Linked DNA regions of Sus scrofa: all the other regions are linked to region 3. The links are chromatin contacts, called in public Hi-C maps. All regions are on one chromosome and are shown on one strand. The core of a region is the stretch at or near the end of the contact, and the rest is flanking DNA. Distances in the headings are between cores, read along the strand shown. Region 1 holds the start of C2H19orf24. Region 2 holds the start of GAMT (guanidinoacetate N-methyltransferase). Region 3 holds the start of MKNK2 (MAP kinase-interacting serine/threonine-protein kinase 2).

Region 1 (3,513 bases), core at 676-3,175, 680 kb after region 3:
GCGCGGGCTCCGGTCTGGCTCAGCCTGTGGGACCAGGCTGGTCTGTGGGCATTAACTACAGGGAAGGACATAGCCAGGCCGGGATTGCAGACTCAAGTCAGGTTGGCGGTTGCTCTGCTCGTCGCCAGGCTGAGGGAGCTGCAAAATGCCCCGGGCTCTCCGGGAACCCACAGCACCCCACAAACTCCAACCTCCCAGCCTAAGTCTATAAAAGAGCGAGCAGGAGTTCCCGTCGTGGCGCAGTGGTTAACGAATCCGACTAGGAACCATGAGGTTGCGGGTTCGGTCCCTGCCCTTGCTCAGTGGGCTAAGGATCCGGCGTTGCCATGAGCTGTGGTGTAGGTTGCAGACGCGGCTCGGATCCAGCGTTGCTGTGGCTCTGGTGTAGGCTGGCGGCTACAGCTCCGATTAGACCCCTAGCCAGGGAACCTCCATATGCCGTGGCAGCGGCCCAAAGAAATAGCAAAAAGCCAAAAAGCCAAAAAAAAAAAAAAGAGCGAGCAGCGCCCCAGCGTTATGAAACAGCGACGCGTCACGTGACTGTCTGGCCCACCCACCCGGGCAAGTGACACGGACAAACAGCACCAGAGAGGCGGGGCTCTCGCGCCCCATCACGTGAGGCGCAAAGCGCAAGCTGATTAGCCATGCCAAGGCGGCGGCAGTAGCGTGCGCATGACGCACCTGAATGCCCGGATGAGGAAGTAGAGCAAGGCCAGGCAGATGAGGCCCGTGACCACGTAGATGGAGCGCACCAGCGGCGAGCCTGACGAGCCCAGCGGCCCCGGGTGTGTGCTGTTGTGCGGCGCGCCCGGCTGACTCCCGTTCGTCACGGCGGGCGGCGGCGACAGTGCGGCCTGCGTAGAGCGCGTAGAGCGCAGCGATGGGGGTGCGGCCTCCTCGGCTCCGCACAGCAGCGCCGGCAGCAATAGCGCCGGCGGCAGCAGCAGTAGAAGCCGCGGCAGCAGCACGCGCGGCCCCATGGCCCGGCGGAAGCAGTGGCTGCGCTGCGCCCCCGCGAGTGTCAGTCACTAGCGCGGGGGCGGGTACCAGCCAATGGCCCGCGGGGGCGGTGCCCACTACCCGGAACTTCCGCCCCGGCCCCGCCCCCGGCTGCTCACCTTGCCTCACCCAAGCCCTGGGTAGTTCCGCATCGCTCAAAGCCAAACCCTGGTAGGTACAGAGCCTCAGTTCTGTTCCCACCGCCGCCCCATCGCCAGGCCACAGGCGCAGGTCCTGCAGCGTCAGACTGCGAGGGGGCGGGGCAGGCACAACCTGCCCTACGGGCCTTCCTCCCACCCTGGCCCTGGGAATTCATGCGTCCTTGGCCCCAGCCTCCACAGCCTCCACTTGCCCTACGTTTCAGTGACAACAGCAGGGTGGACCCCTGGCCCTGACCCTCCCAAAGAGGAGACCAGTCCCGGCTGTGAAACTGGGCATCCTCTTTTGGGAAGAGGCCAGGAAGAACCAGACACACCAAGTGGAAGAACGGGGGTGGGGATGTGTAAGACTCGGTCCACAAAAAGCCGGACGCTGCAGGGGTTGGGGTGGGTGAAGGTGATTGCCTCAGAGCCCAAAGCAGCTAGAACCAGGGCTTGACCCTAATGCTCTACACCCAAGACCAGAGAAAGAGGCAACCAGCCTTGGAAGCAAGGACGGCAAAGATGAAGGTGCCCCCTCACTCTGCCAAGACCTCAGCCTGGGAGTTGCCACTGTGGCTCAGTGGAAATGAATCTGACTAGCATCCATGAGGACGCACGTTCGACCCCTGACTTTGCTCAGTGGGTTAAGGATCTGGGCATTGCCATGAGCTATGTGGGTCACAGACGAGTCTCGGACCTAGTGTTGCTGTGACTGTAGCTTAGGCCAGCAGCTACGGCTCCAGTTTGACCTCTACACTGGAAACCTCCGTACGCTACGGGTGCAGACCTAAAAAGACAAAAAAAGAAAAGAAAAAGACCTCAGCCTGGGCCCTGCCAGAGATGTGTACCCACCCAAGAGCAGGTGCCAAGGGACCACCTCCTCTTTGGGAGTGGACTGACCATGCTCCTCAGACCCCAAGAGAACATCCCAAGGGGATAATGAAGTAACCCTTATGTCCCTGAACAAAGGGCAGAAGAGGCTTTTTGTAGTGGATGCCTCACCATACCCCTTGCCACCAGCCCTACACGGCCGCACCACACCCCACACCAGAGTCAGATTTTTGGTGCACATGCCATCCCTTTATTCAAGTGTGATTTCCACATTTGTCTTGTCAGTCGCCTATGAGGACTGGCTGTCACACAAGGGCCACGTGCCTGTCCTCCTGGAAGCCCCGCACCCTGACCTTGCCAGTGAAGCACCTGCTGGAAAGATGAGGAGGGGTGAGGGGGAGAGCAAGAGTACTGCTCCAGCAGGAGGCACAGACGTGGCCCTTGGGGGCGGGGGGGGGGGGGGTCACAAAACCAGTAGAGGAGAATCCACTGCAAGGGCCAGGCACTGCCAGGGCCAAAGGGCCACACATCTCCCACCCTGAAAAGCACTTACAGGTGAAGGTCTGTGAGGGCAGGCAGCTGTGCCTCTGCCTCAGGCTTCAAGGTGATTCCTTCCTGGGACGTTACCCCAGGTCCCTACAGCTCTCAGGCCACCCTTCTGAGTTGCACTGGCTTCCACTCAACCTGTCAAAGCAAAGGAGTGTTAACCTTGATGCCCACGCTGAGCTCACAGCTGCCCTCCCCACCTCCCCTGAAACCATCCACAGCTCCTGGAAGGGTCTCAAGCTAGTCATCGGGGCCAACCCTAGAAGCCCTGCCACAGGCCGGCATGCCCAGGGCAGGCCTGTGCCTTTCAGATGGGCCAGGCCACCTTCCACTCTCAAGCCCGATTACCCACTTGGGAAGGAGCTGCTTAGAAATTGGCGTGGGCTCTGAGAAAAAACTCATGGCAGCAATAGACATCAGAGAGCTAGTTAGCAGAGTGACTTAAAGAGGTCTTGAGAAGACAACTGATGAACAAAAAAAATCCAAAAGGCAGGGCCGTTCGGTGGTCTCCAATCCTGCTTACGGATCGAACCTACTGGTGAGGCACAGCTGCCTGGCCGAATGCCTGGTCGCAGGCAGGAAAGGGCAAACGGCTGGGCTCTGCCTTTAGGTCTAGCTTGATTTAAAAAAAAAAAAAAAAAGAAAAAAAGAAAAAAAAAAATGGAAGAGCAAAAACCAGTCAAAGGAACATTCCCCGGTTACATGACTTTACTTTCAAAAGAGCTCTGGACAAGAAGAGGGATGTGGACGAGCAAAAGGAGTTACCTCGAATTACAGGACTATCTCCACATATGAGCTAGCCCAGGGAGCAGCTTGCGTCTCAGAGGTTTCTGTTGGGCGCACAACACTTCTGTCCTCCGAGGGGCTGCAGCTTCCATAGGCTAGCAGAGAACGCTCAGAACTTGTAAAGCAACAGCAGAGCTAGCTAACAAACTGGTCGATCTGGAGTCACCCAAGGACACTGCTTACGTCTGCTCTCTGGCCTGCTTCTAAACTA
Region 2 (3,532 bases), core at 356-2,855, 570 kb after region 3:
CAGCCAACAGCCATGAGTGAGCCTGGAAGGGGCCTCCTCCCCAGCTGACCCTTCAGATGAGCCCTCAGCCCTGGCTGGCACCTCAACTGCAGTGTTGCCAGAGGTTGTGAAGCAGAGACCCAGCTACACTCCACCTGGATTCCTGACCCACAGAAACTGAGAGGTTGTTTTCAGCAGCTACATGCGGGGCAATCTGTTACACAGCTATAGCTACACACACAACCTGCCTTCTCCTATCTCAGGCCAGACATTCCAGGGCATCACTTGAGTTGGGTGCCCAAGGATACTGGCATCATGCTTACAGACCCCTACCACAGTGCCCAGGACGGCTGGTGGTGGTAAGGAAGCCAGGCAACATGAACTCACATGAGGCAAAAAGCAGCATGAGCCCAGCCCCAGTGCCTGGTGGCCTCTGTCATCCTGCCTCCTCCTGTGGTCTCCTGGAGTCAAGTGGGTCACATCCAGACCATATTAGACCCAATGTGTGTTCAGGATTTATCAAGAATTTTCCGTGTGCCAAGCTCATCCAACAGATAATACAGCCATGAAGAAAAACCTTCAGTTAGTGAAATACCAAGGAGAGGTATTCGGAGATAAACCAGCCTCAAACAGGCCATGTCCAGCCTGAGGAGACCTGGAGTGGGTTGGAGCATTAAGTGGAAAGAGAAGGCAACCAGGCCAGAAGAGAGGAGAACCGTCCAGGTAGAGGGAAGAGTGTGTCTTCCTGGTGGCAGGAAGACACAGAAGCTCTGCAGGGGGGAGGGGAGGAGTCTGGAGTAGCCATCCAGAGGTGGGCATAGAGGGGCAGGGTTGCCTCAGGGCAAACTCTGTGACCTCAGCCTCTAGGGCCTCAGTTTCCCCATGTGTTCCTGGGGCTGTGCAAAGCACTTGGCAGGGATGGTGTTCTGGGCTCACAGCTGGGTGTCTGTGCAGACAGATGGGAAAGAAGTCACATTTCAGAGCCTGGAGCCAACCCAACTTGGCTTGGGGGCCAGTCACAGGGGTGGCAGGCAAAGGACACAGCTGACCCCCAGGGGCTGACCCTCCAGCTGCGCAGGCAGGCTCGAGAGGGCTGGGATGGTCGTTTCATTTCCAGCCCTGGGGTCCTCTGGGGTCTCAGGCCACCTGGGGGAGTAAAAGGGGAGAGGCAGGTCCGCCTAGTGATCAGGGTGGGGGTCGTCGAGGTTTATCCTGGGTTTCCACACTCTGCGGTCATGGCCATGAGGTTGTCAGCTTTGCTTCTGGAGCCTAGTTTCCCCGCCTGTAAAACGAAGAGGCTTAAAAGAACCCGCCTCAGCACCTCTGAGGGTTAAATGATTTTAAATACCTAAAGCACTTGGACGATCGTCAGATCCATAGGCTCCGGCAGCGAGGAGGAGGCTGTTTTCGCGGTGGTGAGTGATGAAGACACCGAGGCAGCAGAGAGACAGGGTGCGGACCTTGAGGGTGGTGCCATTTCCCTCACCAGGCGCCAGAGGCTCGGCGAGGAGGGGGCGTCGCGGGCGTCGGGGATCCACCGCGGGCCGCCTTCCACGCCGCGGCCGCTAGGGGCCGCTCTGGGCGCCCCGCAGTCGGCTCGCGGCCCGCCCCGCCCCGCCCCGCCCCGCCCCCAGCCCAGAAGGCCCTGCAGGGACACAGCCCTGCGCGTTCGGAGCTCCAGTGGCGAGCGGTCCAGCAGGGAGCATGAGCGCCCCTTCCGCGACCCCCATCTTCGCGCCGGGCGAGAACTGCAGCCCCGCATGGCGAGCTGCGCCCGCGGCCTACGACGCGTCGGACACGCACCTGCAGATCCTGGGCAAGCCGGTGATGGAGCGCTGGGAGACCCCCTACATGCACGCGCTGGCGGCCGTCGCTGCCTCCAAAGGTAGCCCTCGCGGGGCGGGCGAGCCGGGGCCGCTCGGACCCGACGCCAACCTGCTCTCGGGCGACGCACATAGGAGCCTCTATGTGCCTCTTTTCTCGCCTGGAAAATGGGGCTCCTCGCGGGGGGCAACAGGGGAGTCCCGGGTCTCTCTAGGCTCCCCGAGTCCAGAGAACGTCCTGTCCTGGGGCAGTGACGCCCCGACCCCGGTATGGAAACGGTCTGGGTCGGGGGATGGATCCTCAGATGCGGAAGTCAGCTGCCCACCCCCCGCGCGAGGTCGGAGACGGGGGTGGCGACCTGGCGAGGTGCTACCCAGGTTCACGTGGGGAATGCTCTGGCCCAGGAGTCGCGGGAAGCCGGGCACCGGCTAAGAATAGCTCGGGGAAAGCTGAGGCCGGGAGTCAGCTGTCAGGGGTCGTCCTGCACTGGGTGTCTGAGCTCACAGGGTGCTGAGGACTCCCCAGGTAGCCCGGAGGCCAGGAGTGCCACCTCTGGGCCTCTGCGTTTCCATCTGGCAAATGGGCACAACCGGAGTCCCGGCTTGGGGAGGGCGTTCCTCTCCGCCTCTGCCTTTTACCCAATGAGGATCAACCCCTGCCCCCTCCTGTTCCACAGCCAGGCCTTGAATCTTGGTACTCCCTTGCCCAAACTCTGTTAACTTCATTGTTGAGGAGGGGTGGGAAGTGCCCACATCGAAGATAAGCGCCGTCAGTGCAAACAGCATGGGCTGGGGCTCAAAGTCCAGGGTCTGACCCCACCCCCCACTCCCCACCGGCCTGCCCCAAAGCCCAGTCTGTGGCTTCCCTGGCAGGCCACCCTGAACACTGTTCCCTCTCAGGGCTGCTGTGTTCTATCCCACCCCCCACCTCTGCTATGCTGTGTCGTCTAGTCTTTGAGGCAAATGTTTCTCTGCCAAAGCCCTGCCCTTATGCCCTCTCCTCCAGGCAGCCTCCCCAATTCCGGGAGGCGTGTAATGCCTGGGTTCTTTGTCTGCCCAGGGGGCCGGGTCCTGGAGGTGGGGTTTGGCATGGCCATCGCAGCCACTAAGGTGCAGGAGGGTGCCATCGACGAGCACTGGATCATCGAGTGCAATGACGGCGTCTTCCAGCGGCTCCAGGACTGGGCCCAGCAGCAGCCACACAAGGTGCCCACCTGTGCCCTGCTCTGCCCCCAGAGAAGGTTGGGGACCTGGAGCAGCCACAGTCATAGGGGAGGTGGTCTTTTCTCTTGGGGGTCTCTCTGCCCCCTCCCTCACAACAGGTGGGGAAATCCTGGGCTCCTCTGACCCTCAGCATTCTCTCTCTTTCCTCCCCTGCCCCAAGGTGGTTCCCTTGAAAGGCCTGTGGGAGGAGGTGGCGCCCACCCTGCCAGACAGTCACTTCGATGGTGAGGGGGCTCTGGGAGCTGGGTGGGGGCACAGAGCTCTGCCTGGATTTCCACCGCCAGCCCCTCCTCTGCTTGCTTCTGAAGCCCCAGTGCCTTGATGCATCACTGGGGAGGCAGAGCCTAGGGGGCAGGTTCAGACACACACACAATGGCCTGGTACTTGGGTGTGTGGACACTTCAAGGAATGGCCAAATGCGACTAGTAGAGGTGGCTGCAGCACAGTAAACCCTAGGGTCGCTGGCCACCTCCACTCTTCTGAGGAGGCTGCCACCTGGCCCTGAC
Region 3 (3,352 bases), core at 324-2,823:
CACAACCCCTGTATGCGTGCATGCAGACACGCAGGCACGCCTGGCTAACTATGGCCTTTCTCTTCAGCAGCACTGAGTGAGCACTTCCTGTGTGGGTGCTGGGCCCTGTGCTGGGTGCTGGACCAGCAGTGAGAGGATCGGGGCTCTGACAGAGCTGGTCTTCTGGGGAGGGGTAGGGACCCAGCTGTACCCACCAGCCATCCCAAAGCACAGGTGACTGTACACACAGAGAGGATCCTGGCTCCCGGGCATGAGTGGGAAGGGACAGCCAGGTGAGGAGAGGGGTGGGATGGTGTGGGGGGAGACTGAGGCCTCCTGGGCAGGCCGGTCTAGCAGCCCCACCCCAAACACCTGGAGCCAAGGTCACACACACACACACACACACACACACACACACACACACACACAACACCCATGCGTGCATGGGTCAGGTGAGGGCTGGGGGCTGGCTGGGGAGTTCCCTGCAGGTCCCACCAAACATTCCAGAGGACTGAGGTCAGCCCTCACAGCTCCTGTGCCTTGAGCTGTAGCCTTGGGGGGCAGCATGTAACTTGAGGCAGCCTCAAAGGGAAGGTGATCACCCAGTTCAGGCCTGGTTGGGGGATAGCTGGGGCAGGGTGAGAAGCCCCTGGAAGGATAGACTGGGGCCTGGAGGAGAGGGAGGACAGTCCAGACCTGTGCCCCCACGTGGCCAGGCCCAGGTCTAAGGACCATGCACCACAGGGCTGTGGGGACAGAGACAGGGAGCTGGCCCGGCTCAGGATGAACTGAAGCTCTCAGATCTGGGTCAGGGCCTCAGCTGAAACGGGGTTGTGTTTTGCTTTTTGTTCTGTGGCCCCCACCCCTTGGCCTTTTTCTCCATCAGTCAGGGGAAACACTTCTTTGCAGGACTGAAGGACAGTCCTTCATAGAGCTCAGTCCCCATGCCTGACTGCAGTCCCCTATTCTTTACTTCTTCTTTTATTTTGGCTGCGAATGGTCCAGGGATCAAACCCACGCCACAGCAGCGACCAAAGCCAGAGCAGGACAACGCCCTATCTTTAATCTGCTGTGCCACAAGGGAACTCCAGTGGTCCCCTTTTCAAGCCAATAATAGGGTGAACTTTGGGGGAGCAATCTGGGGAGGCGGCTAAGCCTCTAAGCCAGTTGGGGTGCTCCTGCACGATAGCTGGGGCCAGGATCAAGAAGCTGAAAAGGAGACACACCAGGTTCTCAAGCAAAGATGCAAGAGGGAGCCATGGCAGGTTCTGGAGCAGGAGAGTGGCTAAAAGGAGTCAGTGTATCTTAGCCCCGGCCAATAGACTAATGTTGTTGCCAGAGGGCAGGGCCGGGCTTTGGCTCAGTGCCAGGGTCCCGCGGGCTTCCTCGAGTCTCCGGCTGCGTCAGGATCTTGCCCGGTCCCGCGCCAGAAACCCGGAGCACTGCAAGGCGCACGCGCGCAGACACGCCCCACGGCTAGAGCGGCCTTTCAGCCCCGCCCCCGTCGTGCGCACAAGGGCGGGTCATGAGGGGCGGGGTCTGCGTCGGGGCGGGGCCGAACTTGGCTATAAAGGTGGTGGCGACGCGGCGCGCCCGGCTCCTCTCGGCGGTGGCGGCCCTGACGGAGGAGTCCGCGGTGGCGGCAGCGGCGGTGGCGGCGCTGTTCCCCGCGCGGTCCGCGCAGCGGGGTCCGGGCTGCGGCGCGTCTCGGGCGGCGGCATTGCGGCCCCGGCCCGAGCCCGACCCCGGTGAGTGCGGCCCGGTGACCCCAGCCTGGCTCCAACCCAGGCGCGGGGATCGGGCCCCACGGAGCCTCGCCGCCCTGGCCTGGGCTCCCGGCGCGCTGGCCGCGGCCACTCAACGCCCTCCTTTGTCTGCTCCCGCCCACAGGGTCCCCTTCTCGGCCGCCCCCCCGCCCACGGGCCGCCCCCGGGCCCCTCGTCCCCTCCCCCGCTGGCGGGGCCCGGACAGAAGATGGTGCAGAAGAAAACAGCCGAACTTCAGGGCTTCCACCGTTCGTTCAAGGTGAGGGCCGGATCGGTTTGGGGGCGCCTCGGCCGTACCACTGGAGTGGCCGGTGGCAGGGCGCGGGAGCCCGACCCCAGGATCCCTCGGGAGCTCGGGGCAGCACCCCACCCCGCTCCTGGGGCTGCTTCAGCTGTGCACTGGTAGGGGTGTTCAATTGGCCGCAGTCCCGTCTCTGATATCCTGGGGCCTGTGGGTCTTTCTTCTAGGAGTCTGGCCTATGGGGATCCTTCCTATGTGTTCCCCGCAAACCCCAGCCAGGGGTATACTGGGGGGGAGGGCGTTCAGTAGGCCACACAGTTCAGTCCCTAGCGCCCTGGGGCCAGTAAGGTCTTTCCTCTGCTGCCCCCCCTCCCCCGCCTGTGGGGGCCCCTGGATTTGTGTCTCCTGAAGACCCCTGCTGAGTGTGCACTGGGGCATCTGCAGGCCACAGTCCTGACCCCAGCGTCATGGGGCCTGTGGGGTCTGTGGAGTCCTTCCTCCAGAAACCCCAGGCAGGGCTGCAGGCACCCCCACGCCCTCCTAGGTGGTCTGCAGAATGGGGCAGTGGATTGAATGCTCTCCCAGTCCTCCACCTTCCAGACACCCTAGGCCAGAGTGCTATTTCCTGTCAGAGCGGGAAGTTTCTGCTGGGGCCCCCTGGCTGTGGCCGCCAAGTCCTGGTCTCAGATGAACGAGTCTGGGGCAGGGGGAAGGGGGGCACAGGCAGGTGCTAGGCAGTGGCCCATAGGGCCCGGCCCAGGGGACGCAGTGATGTCAGCGCAGCGGCCACCCCACCTTGCTAGCTGTGTTACGTAATGGCTTCCCTGGGCAGGGACCTGTTGCCCTGTAGAGAAGGCAGGACCTAGGTGTGTGTGTTCACGCGTGCATGCATGTCCATTTGTGTGTATGTGTGCACGCGCGAATATACCTACAGGCAAACTGCACACCACGGTGGGAGGAGCAAGCCGAGACTGGGTTAAAATTCCCAGGCCTGTCCAGCCAGCGTCCTGGGCCAGCGCCCCACCCCTGCCCACACTCCTGTCATCCTCGCTTCTACCCCCGGGGCAGACACAGCCTTGGCATGTCCAAATGTTCAGGGCTGGGCAAGAGGAGCAGGATGGACTTGAGATGTCACTGGCGGTGGTCTGAGCCCTCCCAGGGCTGGGCTTGAGCCTAGATGGGGTCAGCGTGTGGGGCCAGCACAGTGGCCAAAGCAAAGTCGAACTCTCTGGATGGTTCCAGCCACCTCCTGCCAAGGCCTGCTGACTAGAAACCCGCAGCCAGCTCTAGGCCTGGCCTGTCCACACTGCCTTGTACTACAGCTGGCTGGCATCTGCAGGGTGCCAGATAGCCCTGCTTTGAGGTG

Evidence for each region. Hi-C and Micro-C count contacts between places; a contact is called where the count stands out from the background.
Region 1: a Hi-C map of liver shows a contact between it and region 3, with 4 times the contacts expected there. The contact joins the promoter of C2H19orf24 here to the promoter of MKNK2 in region 3. A contact is called at or near these places in 1 of 47 Hi-C or Micro-C datasets (liver) and 1 of 2 datasets of contacts at active chromatin or transcription factors (alveolar macrophages).
Region 2: a Hi-C map of heart right ventricle shows a contact between it and region 3, with 3 times the contacts expected there. The contact joins the promoter of GAMT here to the promoter of MKNK2 in region 3. A contact is called at or near these places in 2 of 47 Hi-C or Micro-C datasets (heart right ventricle and liver).

The regions. Positions count from the first base shown.
Region 1 is chr2:77,187,323-77,190,835 of Sscrofa11.1, forward strand. It overlaps C2H19orf24, which reads right to left and starts at 1,926. Exons shown (of 3, transcript XM_003122989.4): 1 at 682-1,926. The coding sequence starts at 980. It also overlaps a transcript of CIRBP not described here.
Region 2 is chr2:77,074,961-77,078,492 of Sscrofa11.1, forward strand. GAMT (guanidinoacetate N-methyltransferase) reads left to right here and starts at 1,606. Exons shown (of 7, transcript XM_005661394.3): 1 at 1,606-1,864; 2 at 2,809-3,008; 3 at 3,187-3,250. The coding sequence starts at 1,684.
Region 3 is chr2:76,508,729-76,512,080 of Sscrofa11.1, forward strand. MKNK2 (MAP kinase-interacting serine/threonine-protein kinase 2) reads left to right here and starts at 1,574. Exons shown (of 15, transcript XM_021084205.1): 1 at 1,574-1,727; 2 at 1,870-2,004.